5 separate regions of the Mus musculus genome follow, and all the other regions are linked to region 3. Evidence: chromatin contacts called from public HiChIP or PLAC-seq and promoter capture Hi-C data. All regions are on one chromosome and are shown on one strand. Each heading gives the region's core, a stretch centred on a gene start, on an enhancer-like site or on the middle of the called end of the contact. The rest is flanking DNA. Distances are from core to core; before and after follow the strand shown.

Evidence for each region. Promoter capture Hi-C pulls out the DNA fragments that hold promoters and counts their contacts. HiChIP or PLAC-seq counts read pairs in DNA pulled down with a chosen protein or histone mark. Capture Hi-C pulls out chosen DNA fragments and counts their contacts.
Region 1: a contact with region 3 is called in an H3K4me3 HiChIP or PLAC-seq map of embryonic limb bud, with 3 times the contacts expected there. The contact joins the promoter of Wnt9b here to the promoter of Plekhm1 in region 3. A contact is called at or near these places in 2 of 115 datasets of contacts at active chromatin or transcription factors (embryonic limb bud and embryonic stem cells).
Region 2: a contact with region 3 is called in a promoter capture Hi-C map of adipose tissue. The contact joins the promoter of C130046K22Rik here to the promoter of Plekhm1 in region 3. A contact is called at or near these places in 6 of 39 promoter capture datasets (the 3T3-L1 cell line, the C10 cell line, erythroid cells and 3 more), 8 of 484 Hi-C or Micro-C datasets (CD4 T cells, LSK cells, Th1 cells and 5 more), 10 of 115 datasets of contacts at active chromatin or transcription factors (bone marrow-derived macrophages, double positive thymocytes, embryonic limb bud and 4 more) and 3 of 9 other capture datasets (adipose tissue, liver and macrophages).
Region 4: a promoter capture Hi-C map of pre-B cells shows a contact between it and region 3, with 2.9 times the contacts expected there. The contact joins the promoter of Kif18b here to the promoter of Plekhm1 in region 3. A contact is called at or near these places in 3 of 39 promoter capture datasets (hematopoietic stem and progenitor cells, neutrophils and pre-B cells), 1 of 484 Hi-C or Micro-C datasets (CD4 T cells), 2 of 115 datasets of contacts at active chromatin or transcription factors (memory CD8 T cells and thymic regulatory T cells) and 1 of 9 other capture datasets (liver).
Region 5: a contact with region 3 is called in an H3K4me3 HiChIP or PLAC-seq map of embryonic stem cells, with 11 read pairs. The contact joins the promoter of Wnt3 here to the promoter of Plekhm1 in region 3. A contact is called at or near these places in 1 of 39 promoter capture datasets (hippocampal neurons) and 1 of 115 datasets of contacts at active chromatin or transcription factors (embryonic stem cells).

Annotation. Positions count from the first base shown.
Region 1 is chr11:103,748,537-103,751,346 of GRCm38.p6, forward strand. Wnt9b (wingless-type MMTV integration site family, member 9B) reads right to left here and starts at 1,285. Exons shown (of 4, transcript NM_011719.4): 1 at 1,151-1,285. The coding sequence starts at 1,233.
Region 2 is chr11:103,696,330-103,699,029 of GRCm38.p6, forward strand. It overlaps C130046K22Rik (RIKEN cDNA C130046K22 gene), which reads left to right and starts at 1,395. Exons shown (of 3, transcript NR_102389.1): 1 at 1,395-1,543. It overlaps Gosr2 (golgi SNAP receptor complex member 2), which reads right to left and starts at 1,394. Exons shown (of 6, transcript NM_019650.4): 1 at 1,301-1,394. The coding sequence starts at 1,329.
Region 3 is chr11:103,411,384-103,414,083 of GRCm38.p6, forward strand. Plekhm1 (pleckstrin homology domain containing, family M (with RUN domain) member 1) reads right to left here and starts at 1,322. Exons shown (of 12, transcript NM_183034.2): 1 at 1,210-1,322.
Region 4 is chr11:102,923,738-102,926,437 of GRCm38.p6, forward strand. It overlaps Kif18b (kinesin family member 18B), which reads right to left and starts at 1,387. Exons shown (of 16, transcript NM_197959.2): 1 at 1,246-1,387.
Region 5 is chr11:103,772,896-103,775,618 of GRCm38.p6, forward strand. Wnt3 (wingless-type MMTV integration site family, member 3) reads left to right here and starts at 1,280. Exons shown (of 5, transcript NM_009521.2): 1 at 1,280-1,453. The coding sequence starts at 1,374. It also overlaps a transcript of Wnt9b not described here.

The sequences.
Region 1 (2,810 bases), core at 35-2,534, 340 kb after region 3:
CCCCAGGAACTGAATGGTCCTCCCAGATCATCAGCAGGGACCTCCACTAGGACTGAGACTGACCATCCCTCCCCATATACTTCTGGGGAGGTTGCTGCTTATAACTCAGGTACATTTTAGCCAGAGGTCATGACCTGGAAATTAGCCTACATCCCTTATTCAAGCCGGTGAGGTTGCCCCTGGACCCTCACACCCTATGGTGGTTTCCTGAGATCAGCCTCTGCTGTGCTTGGATTGTGAGCCTTGCCTGACTAGGGATGTAACTGGAAGAAAAAGGCAATGTTTAAAGTTAAGCATTTGGAGCCTGCTTTGGGTTGAGGTGATTTTTAAAATCCATGATCCCTACCATCACCGCCACGCCCAACCCTCACCAAGTATCTTCAATCCAGAGTCAGTGAAGACATTTGCAGACAAATGCCATTTTGCTTCCCTCAATTATTTCCCTTGAGACTCACTCTCCAGGTATCACACCAGAAGCTATTGTTATTTTTCTAACCATGGACACCCCCAGATGGGCCTCTCTCCCTCTCTTTCCCATAAACCCTATCCTCTGGGGTTTAATTTGGTCGCACTTCCTCACCGTACAGTTCTTTAAGCATCTAACTAATGTGCCCCGCGGTCCCAGGATCTCCCACAACCTTGGATCAACAAAACTCTCAGCTTCCTCCCCACCCCTACCCACCTATCCCTCTACCCAGCCAGGTGTCCGGGTCCCAGCTCTGCAGGGAGAAAGCAAAGGATACTGAAATCGCAAGCAAAAAGTGTAGCTGGACGGAGTCCAGGATGGGGACATAGAGGGTACCGAGAAAGATCTGAAGAGGACATGAGAGCCCAGGACCGACGCTTGGACCTGCGCGGACAAGGGCGTATCAGGGGTGTCAGGTCAGGATCCCCTGCGCAAGCCGAGCTCCAGTCTGCAGTCTGACAGCCGCCCGGCAGAGGAACCGGGAAGCGCAAGGGACCTAGACTTGGTAGACTCGAGAAAGGGAGATTAAGTCTGAGCACAGAGAGCGAGGGATGGAGATTTGGGAGGGAAATGCGCCCTCAAAGCGATCGGGGTCCACCTGAGCAAAGGGCTGAGTTCGAGGCCTCGCAGGGACCCGAGCCGGGGGCAGGGCATACGGAGCGAGGGGACGCGACCGGCACTGACCCGAAGTAGGCGGCGGCGGCGGCAGCGGCAGGCAGCACCAGCAGGCAGAGCGCAGCCAGGGCCAGCGCGGGCGCGGGGCGCATGGTGCAGGCGGCCGGTGCACTCTCGCATCTCCTCGCGCCACTAGGCGCTCGTAGCGCCGCCACCAGCCGCCCGCGGGGCTTTAAACCCGGTAGGGCGGAGCGCGAGCGGCCCGGGGAGGGAGCCTCGCAGCCGGCGAGCCCCTCGCCCCATAGGCTCCGCCGAACTCTGCCCGCCCTGTTGTGGGAGGGGTCAGCAGCAGGCCCCTCCCCTTCTCAGGTGAGTGCTCACCTGGAGCCGCGCCCACTCCAGCAAAGAAGGCGGACCGTGTGGGACCCTGGCCCTGGAGAGGATTGGGGTTCTGGGGACCTAGGAGGTGCTGCCTCAGAGATGCCGCCTCTCCCGGGAGAGATGCTCGGGTGCGCGATCTCTGTATAGCAAAAGTTCGTGGTCGTCACTATTCTGTAGAGCGAGTTCAGCTTTCTTTGCTCAGGGATTCCGAAGGCTGAGAGAGAGGTCCTGCGCAGAGTCCTTCCCCAACAGCGGGAGACATTCATGTCCATTGGCTAGGAGGACTCTTAGACATAGAACCTCATACAGAGGGTACCTGCTCTTAAACACGAAACTGACAGCCATCGGCGGAGGTGTAAAGGGCTCTCGTATGACGACAACACTATTACTGGTCAAAAATTTACACTGTCTGAGGAGTGAGGCAGAGCCACAGAAGCAGGAGGAAGCGGACTCCCTAGATGCATAGAAGCCAGATCTCCATCATATAAAACGTGAATCTCCTTAGTGTTGGGCCTCAATGCTGCCTGTTGCTTTAAGAAAAAAAAAAGTTTGACTCCAATTCTTACAACGAAGCAGGGGTGACATCAGTCTAGGAAGGAGACATACAACCAAATGAGCTTTCAAACGCCTTTGGGCATCTTGAACACTGAGCCAAATCAAGCAAAAAGCCACAATCTGGCTTTAATGAATGTCAAATCTTGGTGCAAAATGTCAAAGAGAGGCAGGAAGGAAGGAAGGAAAAGAAAGAAACTAGACATGGAGTTAGAACATTGGGTGACAGTGACCTTGGCTTTGTGGAGGATATCGGCCTGGAACGAGGAAGATTTATGCCAGTTCTGACATCAAGCTGTTGCAACAGAGGAAACTTGGCTATGGTGGTGAGCCTCTTTGAGCTGTTTCACTGTGGAGCAACTCAGTAGCCACATGACCCTTTGCTACCACAGCTCTGTGGTCCTATCAAATCTGGTGGTCCTGTTTACTGAGGCTGCAAGGCCCAACATAGGCTTCAGAGACCTGGAATTCAACCACGTGAACTACGAATTCCAGACGTGAAACAGGGAGGATGACAAAGAACTGACAAGATTTTTGTGTAGATGAGATGTCAGAGAGGAGGTAGTGAGGTGTGGGTTGTTATGCCTGCAGGCAGGAGCCCAGCACCGTGGGCTGATGTTTACTCTGCTGGGGGATGAGGGATTGCTGCGTGATTTCTGTGATTTGTTCATTGGTTTCTGGACTGTGGATGTAAGTGTCCCCTCCAAGGCTGATTTTAAGCCATCGTTATGGTCACGTGTATGACAGCATGGGGAGACATGTGTGCGGTCATCTCAGCAAGCTGGCAGAATCTGGC
Region 2 (2,700 bases), core at 145-2,644, 290 kb after region 3:
GATTTTATGTCAACGTACCTTCACAGTTAGAGATAATCACAGAATCAGTTCAAAGTTCTAGTGAGACGAGTATGTTCTGACACTGTTCTGTCAATTCAGCAACTAGCAGATTAACTCACCGCTCTGCTAGGTCCATGTGTCTTGCTATGGAAAGGATCCGTTCTTAGTAAATGAGGGCAATTTTCTGCCTCATTCCTTTTCCACGTGACTCACAGGATAGTCTTTTAAAATCTCTTCCTACACTTATTATATAATATGCAAATTGTCATTACAATGTAGTTTATTTTCCCCCACCCAAATCAAACATTTTGTTGACAAAAGTAAAAAGGGGGATTGGAGAGATGGCTCAGAGGTTAAGAGCACTGACTGCTCTTCCGAAGGTCCTGAGTTCAATTCCCAGCAACCACATGGTGGCTCACAACCATTTGCAATGAGATCTGATGCCCTCTTCTGAGGTGTCTGAAGACAGCTACAGTGTACTTACATATAATAAACAAATTTAAAAAAAAAAAAGGTAAAAAGAGAATAACCACCATCTTATTTCCATTCTTTTTGTTATGAGTTTCCTGGGGAGGCAGGATGACTAGTTTATGTCATTTTTCAGGCCCAAGGAATAAGATTTTTCAGTGCTGTCATACAATCAATAGAAAGTTCTTAAACTAACATAGGTATGTGGCCCCTCATGGTGTCTAGCTGCATAACACTGCAAGTTCCCAAAACAAAGGACGGTATGGAAAAAAAAAAAAAAAAAAAAAAAAAAGGACCCACCAAGGAAACTTAGTTATGAAAAGCTAATCTAAGACTCAATTTCAATTTCCTTAAGGCTAACTTGTAATCAGATATGACTCACAAAAATAGTCACTAGTTACCTGCCCGTCTTTGTGTCACAAAAATAAGTTCTTTAAATGTCCAATCAAGTACACAAAATACTTCTTTCGTACAACCCCTGACACTCCCACTTAAGCAATAGATTCATAGACACAAGCCTCGGCAACAGTTTTCTCTGTTCTCTAAGCTCTACCAACCCGGAGGACTAAGCTGGCAGGTGCTGGATCAAGTGCTGTAACCTAGGGGCGCTGCTTTCCCTTGCCAATAGGCAGTCACGGCTTGCGGCCAAGAGCTACCGGGCCCAAGCCTTCGCGCCCCGGCTCGATCCCCTTCGGCTAAGAGCATCGCACCAGGGGCTAAGAGATGCGGAGCAGCCCGAGCGGAAACCTCCACAATGACAGTCCCCAGAGCCCCGAGCCCTAGGGGCCGCAGCCCGGGCGGAGCCCAGCCCGCTCCCCGACGCAGCCCTCACTTGTTCGTTTGTTGGTATAGGGGCTCCATGACGCCGGCCTAGCCGGCCTGCGGCTTCCTCGGAACACGTCCTCACAACCCCACTTCCGGCTTCCGGTCTCAGGGCCCGCCCTGCTGAGTAGGGCGCCCGCGAGTGTGCCTGTCCCGTGGTGGTTGTGAGGTCGGAGACGGGGTTGCGCGGAAGGAAAGCGGGACGCGAGGGATGGGTGTGGCTCCGGGCCGGAGCTCGCGGAGAGCGGCGGGGGTGAGTTTTTTGCTAAAGTCCAGCTCCGGGATTGAATCAGGTAGCGGAGAGGACGGTCGCGAGGCACTGACGTCAGAGCCTCCCCCGAGAAGTCGCCGGCGACTCTCTACGTCGCTCTCCGCCCCGCGGTCGGGCTTGGCTTCTCCTTGGAGTGTGTAATTACAGGTCTGGGGAATCTCACTTCCTCACGACGCGTGCTTTTCCTGCCTCGAACTAGTCCGCCCACTAGTCTTCCCATCTCCGGCTCATTTTTAGTAAACCCACAGTGAGTGAGTGGTTAGCATATGACGTGGAACAACCAAAATTTCCCTGTTCTTCAAGAGGTTGGACTAGAGAAGGAACTACGATCTGTATACAAATAAACATTCCAAATAAGTACAAAGATAATGGTAGAACATCCAAATAAATACAAAGATAATGAGCTGGGCTGGTGTTGTGGTCAATAGGAAATTGTTTTTAAAGACATGAAGGGCGGGTGACATTTGGATTAGGACTTGGAAAGGTTCAAACACTTGTCTTCACCTAGGCCCATCTCATTTCCATCCATCTAGGTTCTTATCTACAGTTCCTCCCAAGGGAGGAGTTGTTCCTCTTCCTTTGGTGAGCTGAAGCTTGGATTTTCCTGTATCCTGCATCCCTCCCAGTTTTATGTCCCAAGAGACTGCCCGCCCATATTCATTCTTTCCCTAACATTACATTTCCCAGTTCCACTCCCATTTATTGAACATCTACTATGCACCATGCACAGATATGTAGGATAGGAACCCAGGTAAAACACATTCCTGGTGTTTCGCTGTCTATTGAGAAAGTCCTTATTTTAAAGCTGAATTAACAATCAACATTTAGGGTATGACTAAGGACCATTTGCCTGGAGAAGAGCAGTAGGGGTTCATGGATCAAGAAAGCATGGGGGGCCTTCAAGAACCGATAGAGGGTTTGTGGGAATGGTGCACTTTAGCTAAGGTTGAGTAGCGTGGGGGCGGGGCATAGATAAAAGGCTGTATCCTTAGTTTTTTAGTACTTTGCTGGTGAGGGATGCACAGGGAAGTATGTATATGTGTGCTTGTGTGTGTCTCAGTAGAATTGTCTCTGACTTGTGTGAGGTCCCAGGTCAAATCTTTGTGGGTCTTTGCTCTATAGGCATTTTGATTTTAAAT
Region 3 (2,700 bases), core at 72-2,571:
ATATAGCAAGTATGACCACTAGGGAGCTATACCCTAAATTCTCAAAGTGAAAGAGAGCTGGATCAAGGAAGAAAATGACAGGAGTTGAGTAGATCTAGTTAATAGCAATTCTGGGAAGCCAGGCATGGTGACTCATGCCTACAATTCCAGCACTTGGGAGGTGGAGGCAGGGAGGATCAGGAGTCCATGGCTGTTTAGATTGGCTGTCTTAAAACAATAACAAAAACAAAAAACAAAACCACCCTCCATCCTACAAAAACAAACAAACAAACAAACAAACAAAAAACAGATTAAAACCAGGAGTGGTGACCCACACTGTGAGTTTGAGGCCAGCCTGATCTACATAGTGAGTGATCTGAGAGAGAGATCTAAGGCTAAATAGTGACATGCTGTCTCAAAAACAACAACAACAACAACCCAAAACCCCAAACTAACAGTGATGTTAGGGGGCAGGAATATTATGTACATGCATAAAATTCTCAAAGAATTAATAAATGCATATTAAATTTAAAGTAACGAAAGGACTGGGGGAAGTGGTAGAAACTGAGACAGTCCTCTACAGCAGAGTCGGGGACAGTTTAATATTAAGTCTTAGACAGGAAAGTGCCTGAGAGACCTTACCTCTGTGATCAGCTAGGGAATTAGGTAAAAATCGGTAAAGAAAAGATACACACAAGCCTTGAGATAAAGCTGTGACGTCAGTAACCAAGAAGAAACCGGCAAGTTCAACAGGAGAAAACTTCAGTAGTGGGTCAATGGGAGGGAGGGAGACTTAGCGTGTTTGGGACGAGTGAGCCAGATACGACAGGCTGCGATAAGAAATTGAGCCAGAATGGAGGGTCGAGGGAAGGTTCAGAAGAGATGAGGGATAAACGCGATGTTGAGATAAGAGGTGGCGAAGGGATGTGGCTCGCTCGGATCGGGTTGCAACTGGGCTAAAGAGGGGTCACGAGTGAGGCTACACTTTTGCAAGACCGGTGGTTAGGGGACCCGGCTTGGGGCTGAGGTTGGCTGCGGTGGAGACGGAGGGGAGAGAGCCGGTGGCCACTGGCTGAGGTGGGAGCAGGCCCGGGCTGCGAAGGGCCGAGGTTCCCACCCCAAGTCTCCAGGCGCACAGGGGTCGCGAGTGGCTGCGAGGTTGCGGGCCCACCGCCGGGTCGCATCACCGCCCCGCGCTTCCCTCCACGTTCAGACCCCAGACTCACTCACCGAAGGGATCAGGAGCAGGTGGCGGCGCTCCGGGCGAAGCGAGACCCCCCTCGGTTCCGAGCAGAAGCTGCGGCTCCAAAGGCACTGACAACAGGAAGCGGCGCGCGGCGTCTGACGCCATCACGTCGGCTCCTCGCTACGGCCCCGCCCCCAGTCCTCAAAAACCAATCACTGGGCCTAGAGGAGCCGAGGGGCGGGGCCGTCAGCTCTTCCCTTGCCCCGGATTGCAGGGCTTCTTGGCTCAGGTGAGCGATCCTGCCGCTCTCGCTACTCTGGCTCTGGGTAGCGCAGAGAGGCTGGACCCTTGGAGCTTCGGGACTTCTGCGTCCCGCAGCTCTGCCCCTCAATCGCATCTGTGCAACTTTGGGGTTGTCGTGTTTGCCCCCTTAATCCGAAAATGCGCCCTGTTGCGCCATTAACCCGTATGTTTCCCTAAGGGCATTAGTAGTGGAGGGAGCAAGTGGATCCTGGGTCCAAGTGGGACCTTCAGGTCTGGTTTTTCCGGAGCCAGGAAACAGTTGTTTTGACTTGTCTCATACCACGTGATCGCCCTGAGGGCTCTCTTGGACCTGTTAGTTTAATTTGCCTGCGGTCAGCCCTTTGAGGCATGAAGCCCAGAGGACCTGCTTTTTGTCTTCTCACTATTTAATTGCTTTTGTTCCATTACAGAAAATGACAGCTGTCTCTCGGAATAGACGCGGAAGAAAACTGTCAAATGTAGCAACCGTGACTAATAAAGGGCAGGCTGGGCAGGTCTGAGGACCGTGCCCAAAAGGGAACCTAGGACCTAGGTGTGGGCCATAGAGGTGGTGACTGTAAAAGAAAAGACTCTCTGTGAGTTTATATGAACTTTGCTCCTATTGACTTAGAGGACCTTGTTTTCTTGGTGTCTTCCATCCCCTCTGGCTCCTACACTCTTTCCACCTCTCCCTTGGGGTTCCCTATCTGCTGTAGAAGGAAACTTCTCTAATGATGGCTGAACAAGGCATTGATCTATGAGTACCCAAATGTCATTAGGAGTCATTTTATCACTATGTCTTTTTTTTCCTTTTCTTTCTTTCTTTTTACCAGTTGTGGTTTGAATGTGCTTGGCCCATGGGAAATGGCACTATTTAGGAGGCATGGCCTTACTGGAAGAGGTGTGGCCTTGTTAGCGGAAGTATGTCACTGTGGCTTTGAGGTAATATATATTTGAATATATGTTCAAACATATATATGCTCAAACTCTGCCCAGTCTCTTGGTTGCCTTCTTTTTTCTTTCTTTCTTTTTTTTTTAATTTATTTTATTTTTATTATATGTAAGTACACTGTAGCTGTCTTCAGACACTCCGGAAGAGGGAGTCAGATCTCATTAAGGATGGTTGTGAGCCACCATGTGGTTGCTGGGATTTGAACTCAGGACCTTTGGAAGAGCAGTTGGGTATCTTACCCACTGAGCCATCTCTCCAGCCCTCTGGGTTGCCTTCTAATCAAGACTCTTAAAAAAAAAAA
Region 4 (2,700 bases), core at 137-2,636, 490 kb before region 3:
TGTGTGTGTGTGTGTGTGGTGTTTTGAAAGAGTCTCAATACAACTGGCCTTAAACTCAGAGACTCTTCTCCTCTGCCTCTCTCTCAGGGGCTGGGATTATTTTACTATGCCTAGTTTGTATTTATAACTTAACTGTTTGTGGAGAGAGAATATAGTTTATACAATATTATGATAATTTCAGTTGCTGTGTCACTAGATAAGAGAAAAGCTTTGCAAATGTCTCTAATAATATGATGCTTCTATACTTTTTTTTAAAAAAAAGGTATTAGGGCTAGGTTTGATCTCTAGACCATGAGAGAAAAAAAGGTACAAATGGAGCGAAATTAGATAAAAACAAAGTAATGGAGAATGAGATGCCTTAAAATCCTGACTGGCAGAGGGCATGGTTCCATAATGAAATAGGCATGGAAGAAATAGGATAGGGACATTGAAGGAAGCGCTGTTAACAACAAAAAGCTCATCCACAAAAGTAAAATTATATATGTCCTCCCAAGTCAAGCTTAACTACACTCTGTGCCTCCGTTTCTCAACATGCAAATTGTAATATTTTTTAATTATCTGTCTCACCAGGTTTGTGTTAAGCTTGAATGGCATTCGGTTTTTAAGTGCCCAACAAATATTAGACACCGCTGGTAAAGTTATATGATACATCATTTCCCTATGATGCACTGAACCACCAAAACCAACACAAACCAGTATTTTAAGTTCTTTGGCACAAAACAGGCTCTACCTTGTACTTGTCACAGTAGCTCAAATGTCCAAGGCTAAAAGACTCGATCATCCTGGTACTAATAGAGGCCTGGTTTTCTTTCATGCTCGCCAGTGTTTAGGAGTGTCCCAGTAACCAAGCTGCCTCCCTCGGTACACACACAGCCGCGTAATCAGCTCTGACAAGAGGAGCGGAGTGGTTCTCCCATTCTCTCCTGCCGGGCGTCCCAGATCTCCAATTCTGACCTGTAGAAAGACCCAATTCCACCTCCCACACGAGGAGGGGTAGCTGCTACGGAGCCGGGTGCACCTTTCAAAGGACCGGGTATACATGAGAGGACTTAATATGGGCCCCGGACCGTGGGACGCAGAGATCACGATCGGCTGCATTCTCGGTGTAAAGGAAGTGCCCTCCTACTCGTCCCTGACCTGCCCAAACAAGTGCTGATTCGGGTTCCAGACAACTGCAGCGAGCCCGCGCAAACGACAGCTCTGCACCGAGCCCGCGGGGCCGCCCCACCGTCGACCAAAGCCTACCTCTCGTCGGTTCCCGGTGCTGGTGTCGGGGGTCGCTTACGCGTCCCTCCGCCTCGGACAGGAGCCCTCGGATTCAGGAGAGAGCTCCCCCACACCCGATTCCACCGAACCAACCTTCTTCCGGCGCGGCGCGTTCAAACTAGCCGGTCCGCTCATCCGCGCTTCTCATTGGTCACCGCCCGGCTCGCTGATTGGCTGTTTCCTAAGTAACAAAGACAGCCGGGGGTGCGCTTGCGCACTAGTTCTCTTGCGCGCCTTGGGTTTCTTTGGCCAAATCAAACCGGACGGAGCGGAATTGCCACCAGAATCGAGTCTCTAGCAGTGTAACCAGGGGGCCTGCCCCGTCTCTGTGGTCTGTGGGCTGAGTTCAGCAGCGGTTACAGCGACCACACATTCGACAGAATTTAAAACCTGCTTTTGTGGCTTAAATAGGCACCCTCCAATTCAGAGTGGCTCGTGCCTTTAATCCCATCACGCAGAAGGCAAAGGCTGGCGGATCTATTTGAGTTCGAAACCAGCCACCCTCCAGGTAGAGCGTTCCAGGCCAGCCTGAGCTACATGAGAACTTTACTCGATCTCTCTCTCAAGTAAACTGTCCTCATGGTGGCGTTGTGAGCAAGTCTGGGGCATGTAAAGGTTACTGTAGGGTTTCTTTCACCACAACTGTGAACAAGCTAGTAGAGTCATTTAATACTGGATAACTTGACTCAAATTATTTATTCACCACACTTAGTTTAGTGAGGACAAAAACAACAAAATTACATGAAGTTAGGGTTAGTACAAAGATACAAGAACACTGAATACTCTTGCCTTCTCCGTCTCCAAAAGGAACAGTTGTTTAATGATAGCTTCCTGGTAAAGAAGTTCCCTCCTCGCTTACTGTAAATCTGGTTTTTTTGTTTTTGTTTTTGTTTTGTTTTGTTTTTTTGCGCCCTAAACGTCCCCACACACACACACACCCCAAGCTGAGAACCAAACCCAAGGCCTTTTCTTTTGAGTGAGTGAAGTTTGCTTGGTCTTTCATTTTATTTATTTATTTTTTAATGTATATGAGTACACTGTTGCTCTCTTCAGACACACCATAAGAGAGCATTACAGATGGTCGTGAGCTACTATGTGGTTGCTGGGAATTGAACTCAGGACCTCTGGAAGAGCAGTCAGTGCTCTTAACCGCTGAGCCATCTCTCTAGCCCCCAAGGCCTTTTCTTTACCACTGAGCTAAATCCCCATAAGTAAAAATTAAAAAAAAAAAAAAAAACGTAATGTGAATAACGCACCTTGTAGATGTTCAATAAAATGGCACTAGGTGTTCTCAGATTCATTCAACGATTGTTATGACAGGTTCAGAGGTTACAGTGATATGTGATATACAGAGCTCCCAGTCTATAGGAAAAACTTAGATATTTATCACAGGTGGGGATTGTGATACATGCCAAGGCAGGAGAGGGAAAATGT
Region 5 (2,723 bases), core at 30-2,529, 360 kb after region 3:
CTTCACCGTCTACACAGTTAAGTCCCACCATGGCTTCTCCTTTGGCTTGCTTTCTAGGTCCCAAGCCAGGAGCATTTCAAGGGCTGAATGTCTTCTGTGTCCGGGTAGAGAGGCTGAGGTACCTAGGTAAGGGGACTGAATCCTAACAATCTAGGTATGATTGGGCTCAGACTTAACTCCCAAACTGTGGAGAACTGGTAAGAAGAGTGCCCCTTGGAGGCCTGAACAGTTCCCCTTGTATAAGAGCTTCAGTAGGTCGTAGGGTGAATCTGGTGTCTGCACGGGACAACGCTTAAACACCAATCGCCAGGTTTTAGTTTCTCATCCGTAGAAGGGTCGGGAATATAGGTCAGAGACCTGGACATAGGGGAGGTAGATGTTCCTGAAGAGCCCTCGCCCCCAACCACTAATAGACAGAGCTATACCGTGTTTCACTAGTCCCAAATGCTTCCATCCTAAGATCCAAGAAACTGCAGGTACTGCTGAGGTCCGGCCAGCACGCCTGCAGGAGGAGAAAGTGACCGAATCCTCCCGCAGGAAATGCAAACGGCGGCTGGTGTCAGTTGCAGGAAATGCAAAGGCTGCAGGAGGTCGCGATACCAATCTGACTCTTGACAAAAGACTCAAATGACACTAGCTCTGTCCCCCGGCGCCGCCGGCTGGCAGACCTTCAGAGCCTCAGCGGACTCTCCCGCGCGCCCCTCGGACACCCTGGAAGCGACCTGCGGCCGGGTGGCAGGGGCCGCCAGCTCGCGAGCCCGAAAAGGCTGGAGACTGGGAGGGGTTGCATTTTCCTAGCCCCTGATCCCAGTCGCGCGATCTGGAAACAACCCCTTTGCTTTCTAGTCTCGATTCCTTACGGGCCCAAGTGCCAAGGGATCACAGAAAAGGGAGCCACCCATCAATGCCCAAGCCGACCCCTTCACCACGTGAACGCCGGGTCAAAGCTCCAGCTCCCTAAACCTGGCTCGCGTGGACTGGGAAGGGGGTGTCCCAGGCCAGCAGAGAATCCAGCGTGCCGGGTCCTCCCGAGGCCTCCGTGCGCCCGGGGCGCAGGCTTTGCCCAAGTTTGCCGGGAGATGCCCTTCCCAGAGCCGGAGTTGTGGGCCGGGCGGGAGGGGCCCGTGATTGACAGGCTGAACTACAGACTCATCTCTTACCTTAGGCCGCGGGCGCTGATTGGCTGCTCGCTGACATCCTCAAACCCGGCTGCTCGGCGCTGGGCTCCGGAGGGGGGCGGCTGCGGGTGGAGGTGCGCCTCTGACAAGCCCGAAAGTCATTTCCAACCTCAAGTGGACTTTGTTCCAACTATTGGGGGCGTCGCTCCCCCTCTTCATGATCGCCGGCAAACTTCCTCCTCGGCGCTGCTTCTAATGGAGCCCCACCTGCTCGGGCTGCTACTCGGCCTCCTGCTCAGTGGCACCAGGGTCCTCGCTGGCTACCCAATTTGGTGGTAAGACTTGCCTCTTGTCTGCCTGCGGCCCCGATCTCTCGGCCGCACCCGGGGACGGTGGGAGGCGCTGGCCGGGTCTGGGCTGCAGCAGGCCTGGGGCTCTTTTCTCCTTGCTTCCCGCTAGCCCCCCAGCCGTCCACCCCTCTTGGATCTTCTGCTGGTGTCGCCTTCCGAATCCAACTCCTGGCTTCTCAGATAATCACCATTTTCCCTGCTACCCGCCGCAGAGGCGGGAGGGCTCTCCCTACCCCTGAAGGTCTCTCGTTCTTAGTCTTCACCCTCTCCCACCCCAATTTGGGGGTCCCGAAGAACCTTCGTTTGCTCACACTTGCATTTCTGTGCTGTCCCCGCGGCCCGGCCACTCCTCTTCTCCATTTTAGGGTCTCCGTGGGTAAAATTATCCTGTCCTTTTTCGCCACCGCACCTCTTCGGTGTCTCGGTCAAGAGATTTCCCCCACAATACTCGCGTTTGCCTTCATATTTGAGACCTTAAGGGCTTTGGGAATCCCAAGCAGGGGACTTAGGGGGTATTTCAGTAGATTCTCCCCACTCCGTTCTAGATTAATTTTGAGCCTCTGAAGTGACTATAGAATTTGCTGATCCTAGATGCCATTGCTGATCCGGGTGTATTCGTTCCTTGCTTGTCCATCCCGGAGAAAAGCGAGGTGGGGGCTCTTTGAAAATGTACTTGTTTGGGAGGGGTAGGCTTGCTGGGTTTTTTTGAGCGAAAACCTAGTTCTCCATGTCAAATTCGTTGCTTTTGGAAGACGGGGAAGCTAGGAGAAAGGGCGAGGGAAGGGGGAATGCTGTCCCTGAGAAATACGGATACAAAAGGCATTTTAGTAAATAAGGCTGGGCGAGCAGGCGGAGTACTTGGAGCTGATGGGTGTGTGAAGGGATTCACTGGAAGATAAACCGCCTTTTGGAAGCCCCAGCTCCAGAGACTCCCCTGTTTTCCAAGCCTCATTGCTGCTCCTCCTCTGTAGGTCCTCCGGTGGAAGACACTAAAACCAGTTTTCTAAATTACACCCCAGCCCTCTCAGTCTCCAGCCCCCTGCATTCCGGAAAACTTTAATAAAAGAACCCTCCCCTCCTGGGCAGTGGCTAGAGCCCTGGGGGGGGTGGGAGGTGAGGAGGAGGAGGAATTTGGGACCTCTGAGTAAGAAGGAGACTGGCCCCTGGGGTGAAAGTTAGAAGTGCTACCAGGGTAAAGTGCTGCCTACATGGCCCCCTCCCTGCCTGCTACCTGCAAGCCTGCAGTATGAGGCTC